Regions from separate parts of the Mus musculus genome. Here regions 1 and 3 are each linked to region 2. The links are chromatin contacts, called in public HiChIP or PLAC-seq maps. All regions are on one chromosome and are shown on one strand. Each heading gives the region's core, a stretch centred on a gene start, on an enhancer-like site or on the middle of the called end of the contact. The rest is flanking DNA. Distances are from core to core; before and after follow the strand shown.

The links. HiChIP or PLAC-seq counts read pairs in DNA pulled down with a chosen protein or histone mark.
Region 1: a FOXA1 HiChIP or PLAC-seq map of pancreatic cancer cells shows a contact between it and region 2. The contact joins the promoter of Rbm34 here to the enhancer-like site in region 2. A contact is called at or near these places in 1 of 39 promoter capture datasets (hippocampal neurons), 2 of 484 Hi-C or Micro-C datasets (cardiomyocytes and uterus) and 3 of 115 datasets of contacts at active chromatin or transcription factors (embryonic stem cells, intestinal villus epithelium and pancreatic cancer cells).
Region 3: a contact with region 2 is called in a FOXA1 HiChIP or PLAC-seq map of pancreatic cancer cells. The contact joins two enhancer-like sites. A contact is called at or near these places in 8 of 484 Hi-C or Micro-C datasets (the AML12 cell line, the HL-1 cell line, the N1E-115 cell line and 5 more) and 7 of 115 datasets of contacts at active chromatin or transcription factors (astrocytes, bone marrow-derived macrophages, differentiating embryonic stem cells and 4 more).

Annotation. Positions count from the first base shown.
Region 1 is chr8:126,969,750-126,972,844 of GRCm38.p6, reverse strand. It overlaps Rbm34 (RNA binding motif protein 34), which reads left to right and starts at 1,796. Exons shown (of 11, transcript NM_172762.3): 1 at 1,796-1,855; 2 at 1,936-2,107; 3 at 2,717-2,862. The coding sequence starts at 1,806.
Region 2 is chr8:126,734,764-126,737,714 of GRCm38.p6, reverse strand. No RefSeq gene overlaps it. Among named protein-coding and RNA genes, the nearest start is that of Gm31603, 6.5 kb to the right of the region's middle. Within about 2 kb of position 1,699, at least 257 of the 459 cell types and tissues checked have an H3K27ac peak or open chromatin away from gene starts, as enhancers often do. A contact at or near this core is called in the AML12 cell line, the HL-1 cell line, the N1E-115 cell line and 8 more, where this site is marked.
Region 3 is chr8:126,538,359-126,541,258 of GRCm38.p6, reverse strand. No RefSeq gene overlaps it. Among named protein-coding and RNA genes, the nearest start is that of Gm39286, 32 kb to the left of the region's middle. Within about 2 kb of position 1,343, at least 216 of the 459 cell types and tissues checked have an H3K27ac peak or open chromatin away from gene starts, as enhancers often do. A contact at or near this core is called in the AML12 cell line, the HL-1 cell line, the N1E-115 cell line and 6 more, where this site is marked.

The sequences.
Region 1 (3,095 bases), core at 547-3,046, 240 kb before region 2:
ACAGGGATGATGACGAGGGTGGTGGTGGTTTGCATAGCTAGTTTTGCAACACTTCTTTGGTCTCAAGTCTTAGGTAATCTTCACTTCATTGAAGTGTCTATTTCCACCTCTGCAACCATACTGTAACCCCTACTGATGCAGGATACAGGCTGCCCCCAGAGAATGATTGGAGGGCTTATACCTGGAGACTCACTCCATGCATTTATGGCCTGGTTGTAAATACGACTGAGGATTTTTATGTCTTCAACCAGCTAGCACCTCCAATCAATCAAGTTAAATGTGGCCATTTCTGCTGTGTTACTAGGTTCTCTTCCTTAACATAGGGCTGGCTGGAGCTGCTAGTGCAGGGGCCTCGGAAACCTCTCAAGGGTTAGAGTTGGCCCATTACTGAAAGGGAGGAATGAGAAGCCTAGGCTGACTCCGTGACAGACTTCAAATAGGAGTTTAGGAGACCAGGCCTAAAAACTGGGCAAGTCCAGACAAGTCAATTACTAACAGGAAAAAGCCCAGGCTCCAGCTTTCATGCCCAGGTAATGGAATGTCCCAGCCACCTGGCCTGAAGCAAGCACAATGGGTCAGCAGCAGTTTCCAGAGTTCCTCAGTAACAGTTCCCAGACCTCCCCAGCAAGTTTCCAGCCCCCACATCCCAGTAATGGAATGTCAGTATCCCTAGAGATAGACCCAACATATTAACATAGAGGTCACCTACCCCAGCATTCCCTAATGTGCTTTAAATCTGGCCTGCAAGCTCACTTGGGTGTCTCTCTATCTTGGTAACTGGGGAGATCCCAACATGCTGGACTTCCTGCAGGCAAAAGAGGCTACGACCGCATATCCCAGAATAGCCTCAAAATCATGGCCAAGCTCTACCTAGGCCCTAGAGAACAGGGATTACAAATATAAGCCACTATTAAAAAAAAATCTAAGTATGAATTTACTTAAAGAATGACGGGAGGTGGGGAGGGGGCTGGTGAGATGGCTCAGTGGATAAGAGCACTGACTGCTCTTCCTCAGAAGGTCTTGAGTTCAAATCCCAGGAACCACATGGTGGCTCACATCCATCCATAATGAGATCTGACACCCTCTTCTGGTGTGTCTGAAGACAGCTACAATGTACTTATGTATAATAATAAATAAATATAAAAATAAATGACAGGGCGGCTTTGAAGACGGAATAGTACAAGGATGTGACCAGTTAAACTGTGATCCCAAATACTTGTTTTCTGCCGACTTTGAAACGTCAAACTTCGGGAAAGGTGTACCCTTCCCCGACTGCTAAGACACATCCCTGTAGCCCCATTTCTCTTGGAAACCTCCTTCCTTAATGAGCTGTGGCCGACAGCCTTCCCTAAGCCTGGGGGGCGGGGGGGCTTGTTTTATTTGAGACGAGGTAGCTATGCTGGAGCCATGTGGTTTTAGCCGGTCCTGGAAATCGAGGTAATCCGGCTACTTCGAGCCCCAAATTCTGGGATTAAAGACCTAAGCCACTATGTCAGGTTTTAGCTGACCCTCGTACTAACACGAGGCCTCAGCTACTCGTGAGACTTGCTGCACTCCCTCAGCCTAGGTTTCCCTGAGACGCCTGCGGACTGCAAAACCATTAGTATTAAGCATAGCGCGGCTCCTGCGCAGCCACGGGCTGAATGGGGAGAGGGGGTGTGGTCCTGAGCGGAAGAGCTCAGCCTTAGAACGGAAGTAGTCGGAACCCGGAGGCTGCCGGAACCCGGAACCAGAGGGAACGCATGACTAGTCGGATCCCAGAAGCGCGGACCTAGGACTTCCATCCCGGAAGCTCAGTTTTCAGCATGGCTCTGGGAGGGGAGGAACGCAAGAGAAGGAAGGGCTCGGAGCGGAGGTGAGTGGCGGCGGGCGTTGGTGTGGATGGGTTGGCGGTGAGTGGCGCGGCGTGGCTGAAGAGTGCTCTTGTGTTTGCAGACAGAGCTCTGGAGACGGCGTGAGCTGTGCGGCCAGCGACTACCTGGTGGGACAGGTCGCCGACAGCTTGCGGGGCGGCCCGCGGCCTCCTGGAGGCGGGACGGGGCGGCTGGCCGCTCTCTTCAGCACCGCGGAGCCATCGGCTCCTCCTGTATTTGTGCCTGTGCCCCAGGTGAGTCGCCGGGCTGCACCCTGAGTATCCCGGTAGAGAGAGATGTAGAGGGTCACTCTCCTGACAGCAGTGACTGTCTGGTCCTTTGAGCAGGGCTAGCGCTTCACCCTCAGCCTATTTGATTGGCAGGGTCACCTGTAGACCGTGTAAGCCTCAAATTTCAGTTATGTATCCGAGGATGAACTAAACTCCTGATCCTTCTCCAGCCTTGAGTTCTGAGATTACAGAGTCGCTCCCACCATGTCCGACTTGACTTTTTTATTTTGAGACAGGATCACACTAGTTGCGCACGCTTAGAATACACGGTAACCCAGATTCTATATTCCTGCCTCACCTTTCCACTGAATGGCTGGTGCTGCAAGAATATTCTGCTTCTCTCCGTAACCCGTGAAGAAGTATCCATGTAGAAAGGCACATCGGAGTACTGCTCAGGGACTTGGAGACGGAGGGACTTTGCTATGTAGCTCTGGCTGGCCTGGCACAGTTCCTCCTGCCTCTATTCCTGAATACTGGAATTACAGATATAAGCCACAACACACAGCTTTAGGGTCAGGATTTTTTTTTTTTTTAAAGTTTGAGGTTTTAAATATGACTTCAAACTTTTGAAAGGAAACATCTAAAAAAAGAAAACTTGATGATGATGATGATGATGAAGAAGAGAGTGTGTCCCAAACTAAAAAGCCAGTTTTGCAAGAGCCTTCGAGAAAAGTGAAAGTGAAGAAACTCTCTGATGCAGACAAAAGACTGGCAAACAGGTTGGTAGAAATCTCCTTTTTGCTATATTAAATACCTCAGGCAGTTTTTTTTTTTTTTTTTTTAATGTTCATCTTAATTTTTTTCACTGCATATTCTGAAATTTAAAAAATACATTATACAAAGTCTCATACAGGGTTAAAAGATACAAGAAAGCCATTTATCCTAAGCGAACAGATACTGGTAGATCAGCTTTTTAGGTCTTTGTGTCCATCACTGCTTCTTGATTCTGAGC
Region 2 (2,951 bases), core at 450-2,949:
TAATACCTACAAGGGAATGAATGAGTCCTGGTCTTAGCTGTGGGAAATTAGAATGAAAAGGGCCACTAAAATCAGGTTTTCTTGCAATGTGCCATGCTTGCGATGCTGTTTTTCACAGTGTTTTTATACAATGTAATGGAACTAAGAGAAAGAAAGGAAAACAAACACAGTCATCAACAACATCAACACATACACCACACATACACATATACACACATGCACACAAATATACACAATGCACATACACATATACACAATGCACATACACATATATACACACATATACCACAATGCACATATACACACATGCACACACACACACACACACACACATGTACACACACATATACACAAACATACACACATACACACATACACACACACACACACACACACACACACACACACACACACACACACGAGCATATAAACACAAATGCATGTCCCCAGCTCTGAGCATGCATGAACTTTAAGGTCTCCCATCCAGCTTTCTGTGCACCTCCTTGCATGGTCAGGTTCCTCTGGCTGACCCCTCTAGCCTCCTAATTCCTCTCCCAGATCCACGGTTTTCCATCCTAATTTTTATGGTGTTTCCCAGGATTAATGGTTAACGTACTCATTTTTCCCCCAAGCTCTCCCTTATCAGCGACTGTTCCGAGTAAAGATTAACTATGCTTAACAGAAGCACATTAATTAATCATCTACAGACTTTGAGCAAATTATTCTTGGTCACCTCCTCCTAAAGGTCTCATCCATTTGCAGCTGACCTTCACCAACACCCGGGTCTAGAGACTCGGGGAAAAAGCCAACCTTAGGAGAACTGATGAGCCGAGGGAGGTCACGAAGTATTGACAGTGGGTGACGCTGCTGTTCTGTGCTTTTTAACTCAGCCACCGTTGTTCCAGGACCCTATAAAAGGACTGGGCTGTGCCTCTTTAAAAAAAAAAATGTTTTGCAAGCCAGGCCTAATCTACGGTACATTCTTTGTTGCTGGGAGACTCGGAGTGGCTGTACAAGCTGTTCTTTCTGGGAATCATAGTTCAAAGTGTCCCGACCCAAACACACATGTTGTCATTGTGCCTGTCCTTTGAGTGGGGCTGGGACATCCGACTTAGCAAACCTCTCCTGAGCAAGCAGGCCCAGCAGCCAGGATCCACAGCCAGCAGGGTGGCTCCAGGCTCCCACTGCAGGGAGGGGCCTCCTAAAATGAGGTGGAGGCTTCTGCCCAGGGAGCTGAAGGAGGAAGAGGAGGGGAGAGAGGAGGGGTGTTTCCATAAGGGTCTCTCCTGGCACGGGGCTGCAACAGTTGAGCCCAGGTTGTGCCCAGGTTGCAGATGGAGTGTGGCCAGCGCAGTCAAGTGTCCAGAGGAGCATTGTGGGAAAAGGCCTTCATCCACTCTGCACTGGAGTAGCTGCAGAGCCCCGTGAGGGGAAAGCCAGGCCTGGGTCCAAATTCCTGCTCTGTTTGGCTCGCTCTCCTTCCTCCTTGGAGAAGACCGGAGTGGAAGGGAGAGGTCGTTCAGAGGGGGACCAAGGCCTGGAGCCTGCCAGACTTATTAGGAAAGATGTTGTCGGGGTCTTGGCAAGCTTTCTCCATCGTCCCGCCCCAGCATGACTGGTTCCTGTCACCCTGGCTGACTCCAGCCAGCCCAAGTGCCTCGCTGCCCCACATTCAAACATTTCCACATTAGGCCACCACCGGCACGCCTCCCTGGCAGTGTGGGAGGCGCCTGCTGACCCGGGGTGGCCTCGCCTGCCCTGCCTCCCCTGCAGGTACAATTGCTCTTTTCTGGGTCAGCCTTGTGATCTGGTGTCCAGGCACTTGGCAGAATTTAGCAAATGTTCCTCAGGGCTCTGTTTCTTGGTTACACTATTCACACTGACACCCTTGGGACTGTGGGGGAAGGGGACCGCTGTCTCCATCTCCTGTCCTGCCCTGGTTAGAGAGCCGGGTTGCCCAATCTGCTCTCTCTTGGAGGAGGTGGGAGGCTTTACCTCCTTTGTGGATCTTTAGCCCCTTCCCTTCCCGTTGGCCTGACCTCTCTTTTGGACCCTGAGCTGGAGGAGAGGTTACTATTCATGACGTACAACCACATATGGGCTTGTGCAGCCAGACGTGGCAGCCTCGAGCCCACGTGACTCAGAGCAGTTGAATCACAGCCGCACCAAATGGAGCTGGACAACTGTGCCAGCCGCAGGGTGGATTTCGAAGAGTTCCTTTAGAAAAAAAAAAAAGTGAGCGGTCTCACCTGTTCAAGCAATAATATTCCAGAGGAAGTGTGTTCCAGTAAAATATGATCTAAAAATAAATTGCACCTGTGCGTTTTGACCTTTATAAACATGGCTACTAGAAAATGCCATCTATGTGATGGGTGTCATATTTCAGTCGGACAGCACTGCCTGACAACTGTCTCCACAGTAGTGTGGTTTCTTCCAGGCATGTGGCCTGCTGAGGGCTGGTTCTAACCCCACCCCACCCCATCCCCCAGGTCTCCCTGCTTGCTGGCAGCTATAGGCTTCTCTTCCCACTGGGCATGCTCCCTCCCTGCTTTCTCCGTGGCTTCTGGCTGCTCTTCAGAGCCCAGGGTTAGTGCCCCCATATAGGAAGCATCCTCATCCACACAACCACAAAAGGTTTTGTCCACTTGGCTGTCACCAGGATAGTCTGTTGTCGAGGGCAGTATCCAGAGTGGAGCATACAGGACTACATGTACGCTCACCACACATGGGTGAATGACCCACAGGCCAGAGCAAACCCAAATAGGACTAGAAGCTGGTCTTATTTATGTTTCCACTGTGGGAGGCAATAAATTATTAACCTGAGTCAGGATATTTTGGTTGCTGTAGGGAGCGCCTGCTTGGTACTACTTAAAAACAATCAGGGGTGGGATGGGGTGAGGTGGGGTGTTGAGATGGCTAGGGAGTAAAGCCATTTGCTGTCAAGGCCAATG
Region 3 (2,900 bases), core at 94-2,593, 200 kb after region 2:
AAGAAACCTCAGTCCTGCTGACTGCCATTTCCCATGGCTCTTCATTGAGGAGGTCCCCCTGGGGTCAGTCTCCTTCTCTAGGCTTCCCAAACCCTTAGCATGAATGAGTCTATCACAGTCCCCACTCGTGGCAACATAGTCTCTATCACTCTTTTTAGAAATATTTAATTTTAATTGTATGTGTGTGGGGGGGAGAGCAGAGGAGGAGGGGGGGGGAGAAGGATGAGAAGGAGGGGGAGGAAGAGGGGAGGAGTTTGTGCATCTGAGTGCAGTGGCCTTGGAGGCCAGAAAAGGCACCTGGTCCTCTAGAGATGGAGTTACAAGGAGTTTTGAGACTCCCCACATGGGTGCTTAGAACCAAACTCAGGTCCTCCGCAATAGCAATATGTGCTCCTAACTCCTGGGCATTGCTTCAGCCCGTTCTTCAGCCTGTTCTTCCTTTCTTGGCATAGGCTTTTAGATGGAAGTAATGCCCTTTGGCCCTTCACCTCTTCATCTACCCAGCAATACTTTGCATAGAATAAACAACAGATAAGTGCCCAGCAGGTGCTTGGAATGAGGGGAAGGGTCCTTACTCTCAGCTCAAGGGACCACCTGTCTCAAGAAGGTTGTGGATTAGTAGAGGGCACCTCCAGCTCTCAGTGTGACCCTGTCCCGCCTTTACAGTTGGTAATAGCAAGGCATTCATGGTCATGCTAATATTTACAGGCAATTATAGCATGCCAAGGTCTGCTGAAAGCAGCTGATGTGATTCATCCTACTCCTCGTGGGAAACTACGGGCTGTTCCGGCGACTGTCCACCCTCACCCTGCAGAGGAAGCTTTTCCAGGAAGGTGTGTAGACCTTTAAGAAACAATCTTTAATTTAACATATGTCTAGACAGGAAAAGTCAGGGTCCAGCTTCTGATTTTGTGACCCTCCTGCCTCAGTCTCCCAAGCCTCTGTGATTATAGACATGTAATCACCAGGCGTGATTCTGGGTGTCTTAATGTCTGAGTATTGCTAGGCTATGAGGTAGAGGTGCTATTCTATTGCACGGGACACCGGCTACTCCCCTCTGAGTCTAGAAGGGACACGTGCTGTTCCTTTCTATCCCTTAACCCAGTCCCGCATTACCAGGACTATCCATGTCTTCAAATGGTCACCAAACCACCGGAGCCTCGAGGACTGAAGCTGACTCTCTGCACAGACTCACTCTGAGCTGAAAGATGGAGGCTTTCCTGACTCAGAAGACACCCAGCCCAGTCACCCATGGCTGTTGGCTACAATGAGCACACGCCCGGCTTCCATCAGTGTGATGGAAAATTCTAGGGCTGTGTTGCTGCCCAACACAAGCAGCCCCGCCTGGCTATGAAGAGCCTAAGGAGTGACTCACCGGATATCTGACTTGCAGAGCCCACACACCAGGGTTCAAAGATACAGTGTGAAAGAATCTGACATACCTCATTAATAATCTCTACGCCGTAGGCCACGCCATAACTACATGGTCCAGTGTTTGTTTTGCCTTGGGTCCAACCCCCGACACTACGAAAACAAAAAGCAGTGATTTCTAATTGATTTCCTTGAGGTGGCCACTTTGGGGGTTTATAGGCTTACGAGAATTTTAGGAAACTAGTCAGTCTGGTCCCACCCCCACCCCCACCCCTTTTGGCTGTGGCTACTGGAGCACTTAAAATCATCTGAGTAGCTGGTGTGCTTCCATTGGACCATCTTTGGCAGAGCTGTGTGCATGAGTCAGCAGGAAAGGGCATTCTGTCAGGACTGGGGGTGGGGGTGGGGAGCTGTCCCTAGCCTGAGGGGATGCAATCACCCTTCCCCTCACTCAGATGACCACACTAGAACCCAGTGTGTGACCTGGGCTTTGGTTTCTGTTTCCCTACAGCACCTGCCCCTAGGGCATGTGTGCTCAGGGCTCTGATGGTGTAGCTCACATTTTTCTTTCTTTCTTTCTTTTTTCCTGGTCCACACAGCACCCAACACTGTCATGTCTTTTCTTTAAGCTATTCTGTCTGTGGTGACTTTCTTAAGCAAGGGTGCTTCCATGCCTCGGAAGAAGGCACGTGATAAAATCAAGACACAGACAAATGGCCTGCTCTCTAAGACTGTCCCCCAAAATTGTGTGCAAAACAAATGGCATGGACAGCCAAAGAGTTCACTCCACCTACACGACCCCGTCCCCCCCCCCCCTCCCCGGGGCCCAGCTGATGAGCTCTATTGTGGGAGAGCAGGCTTAGCACACAGGTTTCCAGAGGAAGGATCACTGTGTGTGGTAATCCCTGACCTGTTCAGGAATGGTAACAAGCTGCCGCCGCCTGACTTGTTTTCTCTCATCAGATGTAGAGGTGCTGCAGCATACACACACACACACACACACACACACACACACACCCTTTGATGTTGCCGCCTCACTCTTGCCTCCCCCTAGTCAGCCCTCTCCTTTCTCCTCTCTGCTTTTACACCGGTTTCCATAGCAACCACTTCTATTATATCCCTGACTGTGAAGAGAAAGCCTTCCGAGGGACCCTACGCCTTCTAGGAGCTGTTTGGAAGCGTTCTCCTTATCTCCCTGAGTGGATTTTCTTTGGCTTGTCTTCCTCACCCCAATTCCCTCCCTGCAGCTGCCCTCCATTGAGTGCTAGAAACACACACACACACACACACACACACACACACACACACACACACCAGGATAGTTTTCTGCAATGCCAGACTGCAGGGTAGGTGCTAAGAATCTTGCCAGCAAAAGATGCAGTCTATCCTTCAGGGAGCTTCACACAGGGACAGGCCCCGGACATGACAGGCTATCCACAGGAGCCCTGGGGAAGAGAATCAAAGGTACCTGAGATCTAGCTGGACTGGTTCACCAGTCCCCATCCACAGTGACCTTACTTAAAAACAAG